2 separate regions of the Mus musculus genome follow, and region 1 is linked to region 2. The links are chromatin contacts, called in public HiChIP or PLAC-seq maps. All regions are on one chromosome and are shown on one strand. The core of a region is the stretch at or near the end of the contact, and the rest is flanking DNA. Distances in the headings are between cores, read along the strand shown. Region 1 holds the start of Cenpu (centromere protein U). Region 2 overlaps Casp3 (caspase 3).

The links. HiChIP or PLAC-seq counts read pairs in DNA pulled down with a chosen protein or histone mark.
Region 1: an H3K27ac HiChIP or PLAC-seq map of microglia shows a contact between it and region 2, with 7 times the contacts expected there. The contact joins the promoter of Cenpu here to the enhancer-like site in region 2. A contact is called at or near these places in 1 of 15 datasets of contacts at CTCF or cohesin (CD8 T cells), 6 of 484 Hi-C or Micro-C datasets (B cells, the G1E-ER4 cell line, Th1 cells and 3 more), 2 of 115 datasets of contacts at active chromatin or transcription factors (CD8 T cells and microglia) and 2 of 9 other capture datasets (adipose tissue and liver).

What each region holds. Positions count from the first base shown.
Region 1 is chr8:46,548,812-46,553,358 of GRCm38.p6, reverse strand. Cenpu (centromere protein U) reads right to left here and starts at 1,290. Exons shown (of 13, transcript NM_027973.4): 1 at 1,232-1,290. The coding sequence starts at 1,272.
Region 2 is chr8:46,638,137-46,642,898 of GRCm38.p6, reverse strand. Casp3 (caspase 3) reads right to left here. Exons shown (of 7, transcript NM_001284409.1): 7 at 3,201-4,762. The coding sequence ends at 4,751. Among named protein-coding and RNA genes, the nearest start is that of Casp3, 23 kb to the right of the region's middle. Within about 2 kb of position 1,433, at least 98 of the 459 cell types and tissues checked have an H3K27ac peak or open chromatin away from gene starts, as enhancers often do. A contact at or near this core is called in CD8 T cells, the G1E-ER4 cell line, Th1 cells and 1 more, where this site is marked.

The DNA.
Region 1 (4,547 bases), core at 41-2,540, 89 kb after region 2:
TATACACAAGTACATTGTAGCTGTCTTCAGACCCACCAGAATAGGGTGTCAGATCTCATTACGGGTGATTGTGAGCCACCATGTGGTTGCTGGGATTTGAACTCAGGACCTTCAGAAGAGCAGTCAGTGCTTTTACCTGCTGAGCCATCTCACCAGCCCCTCTACCTGTTTCTTGTGTGTGCTCCAAAACCAGAGAAATTCCCTTCTAGCTGTGGGCTGGAGTCCTGGAGCAGTTTCCAAACTCTACAGAAACCTCTTTCTTTCCTAAAGGAAATCTCTACAGTAACCATTTTATATAATCTTTGCTGTATGCATCCGTGTGTTTTAGGAGTGATAATGAACAGATTTCATAAATTCCAAGCCTCAAGATGTTGAAACAACAAAAACCACTGGTTTGGCAGATCAAGTTCTAAGCTCCTTTCCCTTGCTCAAAGGTGGTGGTGGCTCACGCCTTTCATCTCAGCACTTGGGAGGCTGAGGCAGGTGATCTCTAAGTTTATGGCCAGCCTGGTCTACAAGAGTTGAGTTCCAGGACAGCCAGGGCCACACAGAAAAATTCTGTCTCGAAAAACCAAAAAAGGTAAAAGCACAAACCAGCATGCCCTGATAAGCTCCTTTGCCCTTTTTAAATCTTCCTTCCCACTGCTCACCGAATGTGGATTCCCCCACCATCTGTGTCCTGTGGTAGCTACAAGCATCATCTTCCATAGGTAATCCTCCCACGGAAGACTTCCTACGCAGAGGAGACCTTTCTATCCAAATCTCTACCAGGCTTTGGATGCGCGCCAGACACGCCCAGAATATCCTTCGCCAGGAGTTGGTGGCGCTAACCTTTCGGGCCGCTTACTAACTTCTTTTCAGATGCACACCTCTTATATAATGAAAAGATCCATGAAGCACTCTGAATGTCCTTTAGGTATTTAGGCAAGGCCAGCCCAAGCTCTAAACAAGCAGCTGCCTGGTCCCTCGCTAGAGATTTCGTTTGGCTTCCGTGTTTTCTATTACGAAAACAGCTGCGTCTTAGAAATAAAAAGCAATGTCGACAGACCAGAAATGATTACTGTTAAATATTTGCTTGTCACATGAAAGCGACGCTGGTGTCTGAGTTCCCCTACCACACAGCTTGACTCCTGGCTCTAGGATTCGGGGCTGTGGGAATTGAGGCCGGGTCAGCGAGTCTCTGGGACGGGTTGAGCCCATCCTGGGCGGATTTCGGGGCGGCAGCACTTACCCCGGGTTCCCCGAGTATCTCAAACTTCTCCTTGCAGCCATCCTACCGTTCCCAAAGGCAGGGACTCCAAACTCGCGCCTAGCCGGTCTTGCTCTGAACAGCCAATCAGAGCCTAGTCCTCGCTATGCTCCGCCTTTTCCGGGGCGGGGCCAGAGAGCGTCCTGGGCGAGAGCACGATGAAATCCAGGCCTGGAAAACACCCAACAGCGGAGCGGAGTCCAAAGCAACCGGCTTAGCTGCTGCAGGCTGTCTCTCCCGCTCTCGCTCCGTTCCGTAAATTTAGAACTCCCCGGCCTCGTGGGCGGGTAAATGACCCGGAGCTGGTGTGGGTGTGGGTGGACCCGAGCCAGCCGCCAGCGGATCCAAAACTCCAGTGCTTCCGGGCGGGCTGTTAGTTGATGGACTACTGTCAAATCCTTCGCATTGCTAAATGCAGATGCCGCTTTTAGCTCCCTGTAGCAGCTCACTGTTGAACGCGACACGTTATTTGTCCTCCCTTCCAGGTCCTTCGTAAAGCGGGAAGGTCCCTTCTGGATCCATACTCACGATTCTTTTGTTTTTACATTTTTCTTGTGGTACAAAAGAATGAAAAATTGATTTAAAGGGATCAAAGATATAAGAAGTAAAAAAAACGGCCAAACTCAGAAGAAAACTGAATCAAGACGTTGGACTTGGCAATGAATTTTTTTTTAAGATTTATGTGTATCGATGCAAAATGTTATATATTTATTATATATACGCATATGTATGTATATATACACACACACACACGCATATATATATACACATCCGTGGTCCCAGTGGAGGTCAGAGGAGGGCATCAGATACCCTGAAACTGGAGTTACAGATAGTTATGAGGCTGGGAAACTCTGAGGTCTTTGGCAAGAGGCTCCAAATGGCTGAGTCATCTCTCCAGCTCCAACAATGATTTCTTGATTAACCTAAAACACAGTGGTAATGAGAAAGGCCAGAAATGGGGGTGATGGGAGAGATAGATGGTTGTGTAAAAAAGGTGGATGTATTTAAACACTTAAAATGACTGGAATAAAAAGCTGAAATGTCCAATTTTATGTTATAAATTTTATCACAATAAAAATATGAATACAAGCTAGGCAGTGGTGGTGCTTGCCTTTAGTCCTAGAGGCAGAAGCAGGTAGCATGGCCTACAGAGTGAGTTCCAGGACAGCCAGGCCTACACAAAGAAACCCTGTCTCCAACAAAGGGTATTTAACACTGTAAAAATAAAACATAGACACCTATATTACTGAATCAGAACATAAAATGTAACAGTTCTCTCAGACTCTTCCATGAATGGCCCTTTTCACAAACCATACGGTTTTTTTTATTTGTCTTTAGCATTTTTATGCTTTTCAGCCTCGATATGCCTCTGTGTATAATCATTGTATATTTCTATCTCTATAAATAACGTTTGGTAGGTTTTCTGCAAGTATCCTAACCAAAGCCATAATTTTTAAAGTGTCCACATCTGCATGCAGCTGTAGTTCATTCATGCTGCCTTTGGAATTCATTAAGTAACTATTTGCATCGCTTTTATTCCTCTGTGCTATGGGTACATCAATGTTTTCTATTTACTATTCCCGACAGCACATCACCAGGAATTCTTACGCACATCTTCCAGGGCACTTGTCTGTGAGTATCTAGGGTCAGTAGAGATACCATGTAAGATGTAGTCGTGGTCAGCTTTGCATGACACCAGGTTTTGTACATTGTTTTGTGAACTGTAGACTGTTTTCTTTACCCCTCCCTCCACTCTGCCTACTCAGTAAGTTCTAAAGAGTTTCACATCTCCTGTCTACTGAGATGAAACGCTTGTGTTTATGACGTGCGTTTCCCTCAAGGTTATTTCTGTTTCCTCGTCATCGAAAGGTGTGCGTCCTCAATTACCCAGAAACCATCTGGATGACTGCCAGAGGAGGGCAGATCACCTTGTGGGTATTGCAGGAAGTTCCTCATGGATGGGTAGAAACGGGCTTCCTGGAAGCATGGAAAACTGGCATACTATAGAGAGCAGAGGTAACTCCATTTTCTGGGAAGGGAGATGTGGATAAACCTTTTATGCTTTGGAGTTGGGGAAAAAAGAAACCACTCGGGTGCTCAAACAGGAAGGGGACTCCTCCCTCAGTGGAAACGAGCAAAACTCATCCAGATAGGTTTAAATCATTAAAGTTCTGAGTTTGTGTCACGGAGACGTCCAAGGATAGGATGCCTGTCACGCTGCTTTCTCTGTTTGATCCCAAGTTTCTAGAGGTCACTGGAGCTCTGAGGACATTGTCTTGACCTTTCATCAACCTTAACCTCAGGCTGGGTTCTATACCACCACCACTTCCACCACCTCCACCAGAACCAGCACCTGGATTTGCTCTGACCCGGGCACTGTTCTAAGTGTTTAATTTCTATCAGCTCATTGAATGCTCTAAGTAGCCCTCTGTGGTGGGTACCATAACCCCATTTTATGTCTATCAACACTAAGGAACAGCCCCATCAGTAGCTAACAGATCTGCCTGCCTTTTCTTGAGCCAAGGCTCTGGATCAGGTCTGTACCTGGCAGCTATGCTGTGTTTCAGGTTTGAATTCCACCATTCATTCATTCATCCATCCATCCATCCATCCATCCATTCATTCATTCATTCAGTGTGAAAGCCCAGAATCCTCAGGAAGAGGCCCAGCATACATGTGCCTGTCTATGTTGCTCAAGCTTTTTCATAGGCCCTATGCATGCTAGGTAAGCACTCTACAATGGTGTTACCTCCCAGGCCCCCTTTTTGCTTTTAATTTGAAAGGTATTCCCACTTAAGTTGCTCAGGCTGCCTTTGAACTTGTGATCCTCCTGCCTCTGCCTCCTGACTAGCTGGGTTTACAGGCTTGGACCACCAGACCCAGTCAGAGTACTAATTGAAATGCTATTTATAAACAAACAGCTTTTGTGGGCACATAGACATGTCAGCATTAACAATCATGCTACTCAAAGCCAATTCTTGTGGCTGGAGATAGACAGTCTACTCCCTAACCTCCTGGAATCGCATAGGTTCCCCCAGGAACTGGGTGAGACAGACAATTCAAGCCCACTGCTTCCAAAGCTGAGACAGACAATTCAAGCTGGTCACAGGAAAACTAAAATCCTCATCTCCATATTTAAACACCTGGCCTCAGCTTTGCTCCACTCTATGAGGCTATTTTTCTTCAACACCCACAAAGTGCAGTGCATCTCTGGTTGAGGGAGAGAAGAACAGAGGGCAGGAGCTCTTAGGTGATGTCTAGGCTGGTCATGGCATGGTTAAAGCAGGCCAGTGTGTAA
Region 2 (4,762 bases), core at 184-2,683:
AAAGCAGATGGTGCTGGACCACTGTGATATGCTCACCTCAGGAAATTTTCAGTAATTTTCCATTCCATGGTCTCAAGCAGGAGATGAGAGCCATAGGCATGAGGGGGAAATAAGAGGGGAGGGAGGCAGGGTAAGATGGCGCAGAAATACAGCACCATTCCAGTGTACACACAGTGTTCAGCATCACACCAGTAACCAGGCGGCTCATCCTCACAGATGATAAACTCTGAACACAACCTACTCTGCAAATCCTGTCCTCGGTCCTGTCCTTTGGATCTGCGACAGAGCATGGTTAATCTTCATTGTCAACTTGGCTGGATCTAGAATCACCTAAAAGTATCTCTGTATGTGGGAGGCGCTTCCAGAAAGGATTTAGTGAGGAGAGACCCTTCAATGTGAGTGGCATCATCCCATAACCTGGGGGCCCAGATTGAATAAAACATGCAGTGTATAGACAATGCATGGGACCTATCTGTACAATGTATGGAACCTACCTGTACAATGTATGGAACCTATTTATACAATGTATGGCATGTCCTGGTCTCCCTTTATCTTATCACAAGACCCACCAGGTACAAGGTAATGCTAAAATGTCTCCAGGGGCAAACTGGCCATCATTGCTCTATTATCTTAAATGGAAAAACTCCCTGAAGCCAGAAGAGGAGAATGCCAACCTCATGATTAACACTCTAGATCCCACCAAGAACCACCTCATGATTAACACTCTAGATCCCACCAAGAACCCAAGAAAACAGCTGCTCTTTCCCGTCACCAGGCGGCCTGTGTATCCTGAAACGCCTTGTACCATTTTCAACTCTTCTTCCCAAGTAAATCTATAATCACAAGTTCCCTCAAGTCCAGTATGAGAAACATGATCTCCCAGCCCCCTACTTCCTGCATACAGAAGTCTTAAACTGCTTAGATTCTCCAGAGAGATAGGAGTGACTTCTGATGTTAATAGCAAGTCCCTTTAGCTCACACCTAAGTTTATGCTAACGGTAGGCAGAGCCATAGATCATCTCAGTGAAGGCTGCTGGGACTGGCCCATCCTAGCTCTGACTTCTGGGGAAGTAGAGTTGCTGGGGCCTGAGTTCTAGAAGTCCTGATGAGCTTCAGTTTCCAAGTGGTTGAACAGTTCAGAGTAGGGGTGGGGGTGGGGGTTGAGGGGGGACACTCCAAGAAAACAAGGAGAATCTGTGTCCCTCCCCACCACACCTAGCCCTGCATTTCCACATTCTTCAATCGTATTAGTTAACAAACTGAGTCCTATAACTAAAGAATTCTCCTGAGTTCTGGGAGGGAGTCTAACAGATAATTGACACCAGGAAGGAAGTGGGTATCACAGATTGAATGGAAGGAAAATACCCTATCTACCTACCTTAGTCATGTGCCTTCTTTTCCAAAGTCAACACTTATTTCTTCACTGTAAACTCTGCTTCACTTCTGACTCAGACAAGCCATTTCCGACCACAGACTCTCACAGTTGGGTCTATTGTTCCACAGCTCCCACCGAGGATCAGAAGTCGAGGAGTTAGTTAAGAGGTAACCACGGAACACTACACCTGTTTCTTGGTAGCTGATTCTCCTGGTGTTTGAAATGATCTTTAGAGGTTTACTCCATCTTTTAAGCTGCATTTGGGTTCGTCCCCGCAAAGCAGAAACTAAGTACAAGGGAACCGAACCAAATTGCCACAAATATATTATAACAAAGGGTAGACCACCTTGGGAAATCTCAATTTGTTTATAATATCATTTTCTTAGTGAGTTTGCTTCTCTTTTTAAAGAGGATCATGGGAAGGACTAGCCAAGAAGAGATCTGGTTCACTATGGTTTGGAAGGGAACAAATGGTCACCTTACCCCTCTGAATATGCCATCCATCTCATGAATATTCATGCAACATGTTTTTGTTTGTTTTTTGTTTTGTTTTGTTTTCTGAGACAGGGTTTCTCTGTACAGCCCTGGCTGTCCTGGAACTCACTCTGTAGACCAGGCTGGCCTCAAACTCAGAAATCCACCTGCCTCTGCCTCCCGAGTGCTGGGATTAACCACAGCACATGCTTGGCATGGTGATGCATGCCTATACCTCCAGCACTTGGGCGATACTGTCCAGTCTGGTAGGTGATATCATAATTTATATTCCTCTTATTATGATGGGAGATTGGGTTATCTGAACATAAGGGGTATATGCTCTCTTTGTTTACACTTGCTCTATTCACATACATGGCCCAGTTGATGGTTTTTATCTTGTGTATGTGTAGGCCAGGTGATAATGGGACTGGTATCATTTCTCCATAGCTGAGCACATCAGCCATGCGTTTGCCATGGAGACTAGGCTGGTTGACCAGTGAGCCTCAGGAACTCACTTATCTCCATCACTGCTGGAATTATAAGCGAGCATCACAATTCGGGTTTTTTTTCCTTTTAACATGGATTCTGGGGATCAAGTTCTAGTTCAGGTTCTTGTGCTGGCAAGGAAACTGCTTTACCCAGCTAACTACTCCCAGACCCATAGCTCCAGTTGTTTTCTTTGTACTATCTCAGACCTCTTTATATAGATAGTATGGAAATTACAATGGGCTAGCCTTTTCTCCACACATTAAAGAGCTAGTCTTTAAAGGTTTAATTTCATGTATATAGGTATTTAGCCCACGTGTATGCCTCTGCACCATGTGCATAAAATTCCCAAGGAGGCAAAAAGAGGCAGTTGGGTCCCCTGGAGCTAGTTACAAAAAATTGTGAGCTGCCATGTGGGTGCTTGGGTTCAAATCCAGTTCTTCTGAAGAACAGCCGACGCTCTTAACTGCTGAGTCATTTCTCCACCACCCTATCCCCTGTTAGAAAGCAGCTAGACAAAAACATTCGTGACACGCTCCTCCTTGTGTACAGGAGTTCCTTGATCCACTTTTGACCTTCACTTTAGAGAAGCTGTGGTTATTATGTAAACTTTGGAGGAGCTGAGTCCCCACCCCTTCCTGTATTCTTTGAGTATATTCTACCTATTTCTTTGGGTTTAAATCCTATCATATCAGAGGTTCTTCCACTTGCCAACACCTTAACATATTAGATTAAGGCCTTGTTGCATCCTCTGACTCTCTCAAATTAGACTGTGGGTTAAAATTATTTTAACTTTCACTTAGTTATTACAACAGCAAAAGTATTGACGACGACAACAACAACAACAACAACAACAAACCCTCAAATACACTGATAATTTTAAATCTGAATTTATGTTTTGAAATAAAATTGCAAGGTAACAAACTTTTATAAAATTGTCACATGGGAACACACTTTAAAATACCATCACATGCTGCATTCACTTAGAAAGCGTTAACAACAAAGCCAGTCTAAACAAGAATCTATCCGTTACAATGTGAGTTCCTTCCTTTCTTTGTGCAACAAGGAAGCTTAGGAGAAATGCTGCGAGAGCCAGCAGTGACTCAGCACCCCCATAAGGAGGCCAGGAGCAGAGCACAGTCTCCCTGAGGATGGACTGCAGCCCGCAGCTTCTCCACATGGGCTGCAGGGCTATTGCTGGATGCTTTCCAAGTCCTGTGTGCCCTGGCCCTTTCGTTTCTAGCACAGTATAAATATCACCATTATTTTTCCTTTCTTTGTAAACGTCAACAGAAAAGTCAGCATGCTACAGACTCTGGACATGGAGTCCAGTGAACTTTCTTCAGACTCTCAGCCCTCTGGGAAAGCCTTTTTGCAGAAGTTTGTGATCTGGTTCACTTTCCCACGTGGTAACTTGGACATCATCCACACAAACCAGAACTCACAAGGGGGGTGGGGTGAGGGGTGGGGAGTCCAGCTGGCAGGCCTTTTCTGAAGATGTGCCCATGGCTCTGCCAAGTCTCTGCTCTGGCTCAAACCACATTCTCTCCAACTACAGTAGATTTCATCTCTCCTTTTCTTAAGCTCTGTTTGACAACTGGTATTATAGTATATTCCTATAGAATTCCTGTACTTCATTCTAATAATCAACCATTTGAGGCTGTTACATAACAGCTCTTGAGATATTTTGCTGGTCTGTAAGACCGAGCTGATTTGTATAAGGATAAGTAAGAAACAAATGCTGATGGATTTTAGCACCTTGCCTTCAATGAGTCAACCAAGTTCGCACACGGTTTTCCTCTCACATAAATACTCAAGTTATTTTTGTTCCAGTAATAAAACATGATTTTTTTTTTTAAAATAACAAATACGTGTTGTGGACAACTGTCACAAAACCAGTAGCTATAATGCATGCTATGGTGGTCCAACTCTTCACTTCCATAAATCAGGTCCAAAACAAGGGTTCCAGCCTTTGACTCTGCTCATGGATTCAAGTTCTAAGACATTATCATTTGACATTATTGTTTCTACGTTTAACGAAAACTAGAACAACATTCTTAACATGAGTGGGGAGTATAAAATCATCAGTGGAAAAGCTGTACTGCTTCAAAATGACTTCAAAATTCATAGTATCGCCAAATCTTGCTAATTATAAAAGGGCAACTTTGTAATTTCATCTAGGATGATAGTACCATCATTGACAGTTACTTGCTCCTTATTAAATTAAATTTCATTTCAACTACCTGATGTCGAAGTTGAGGTAGCTGCACTGTGGCTGGCTGCATTGCTAGGCAGTGGTAGCGTACAAAGACCAGGAGGACCGTCAGATTAGATTTAAATGAGAGTCTCCCTGACAGCTTTCTCATTTGGCATAACAAAACAGAAACACGCCCCCCCCCACCCCCAATCATTCCTCTAGTGATAAAA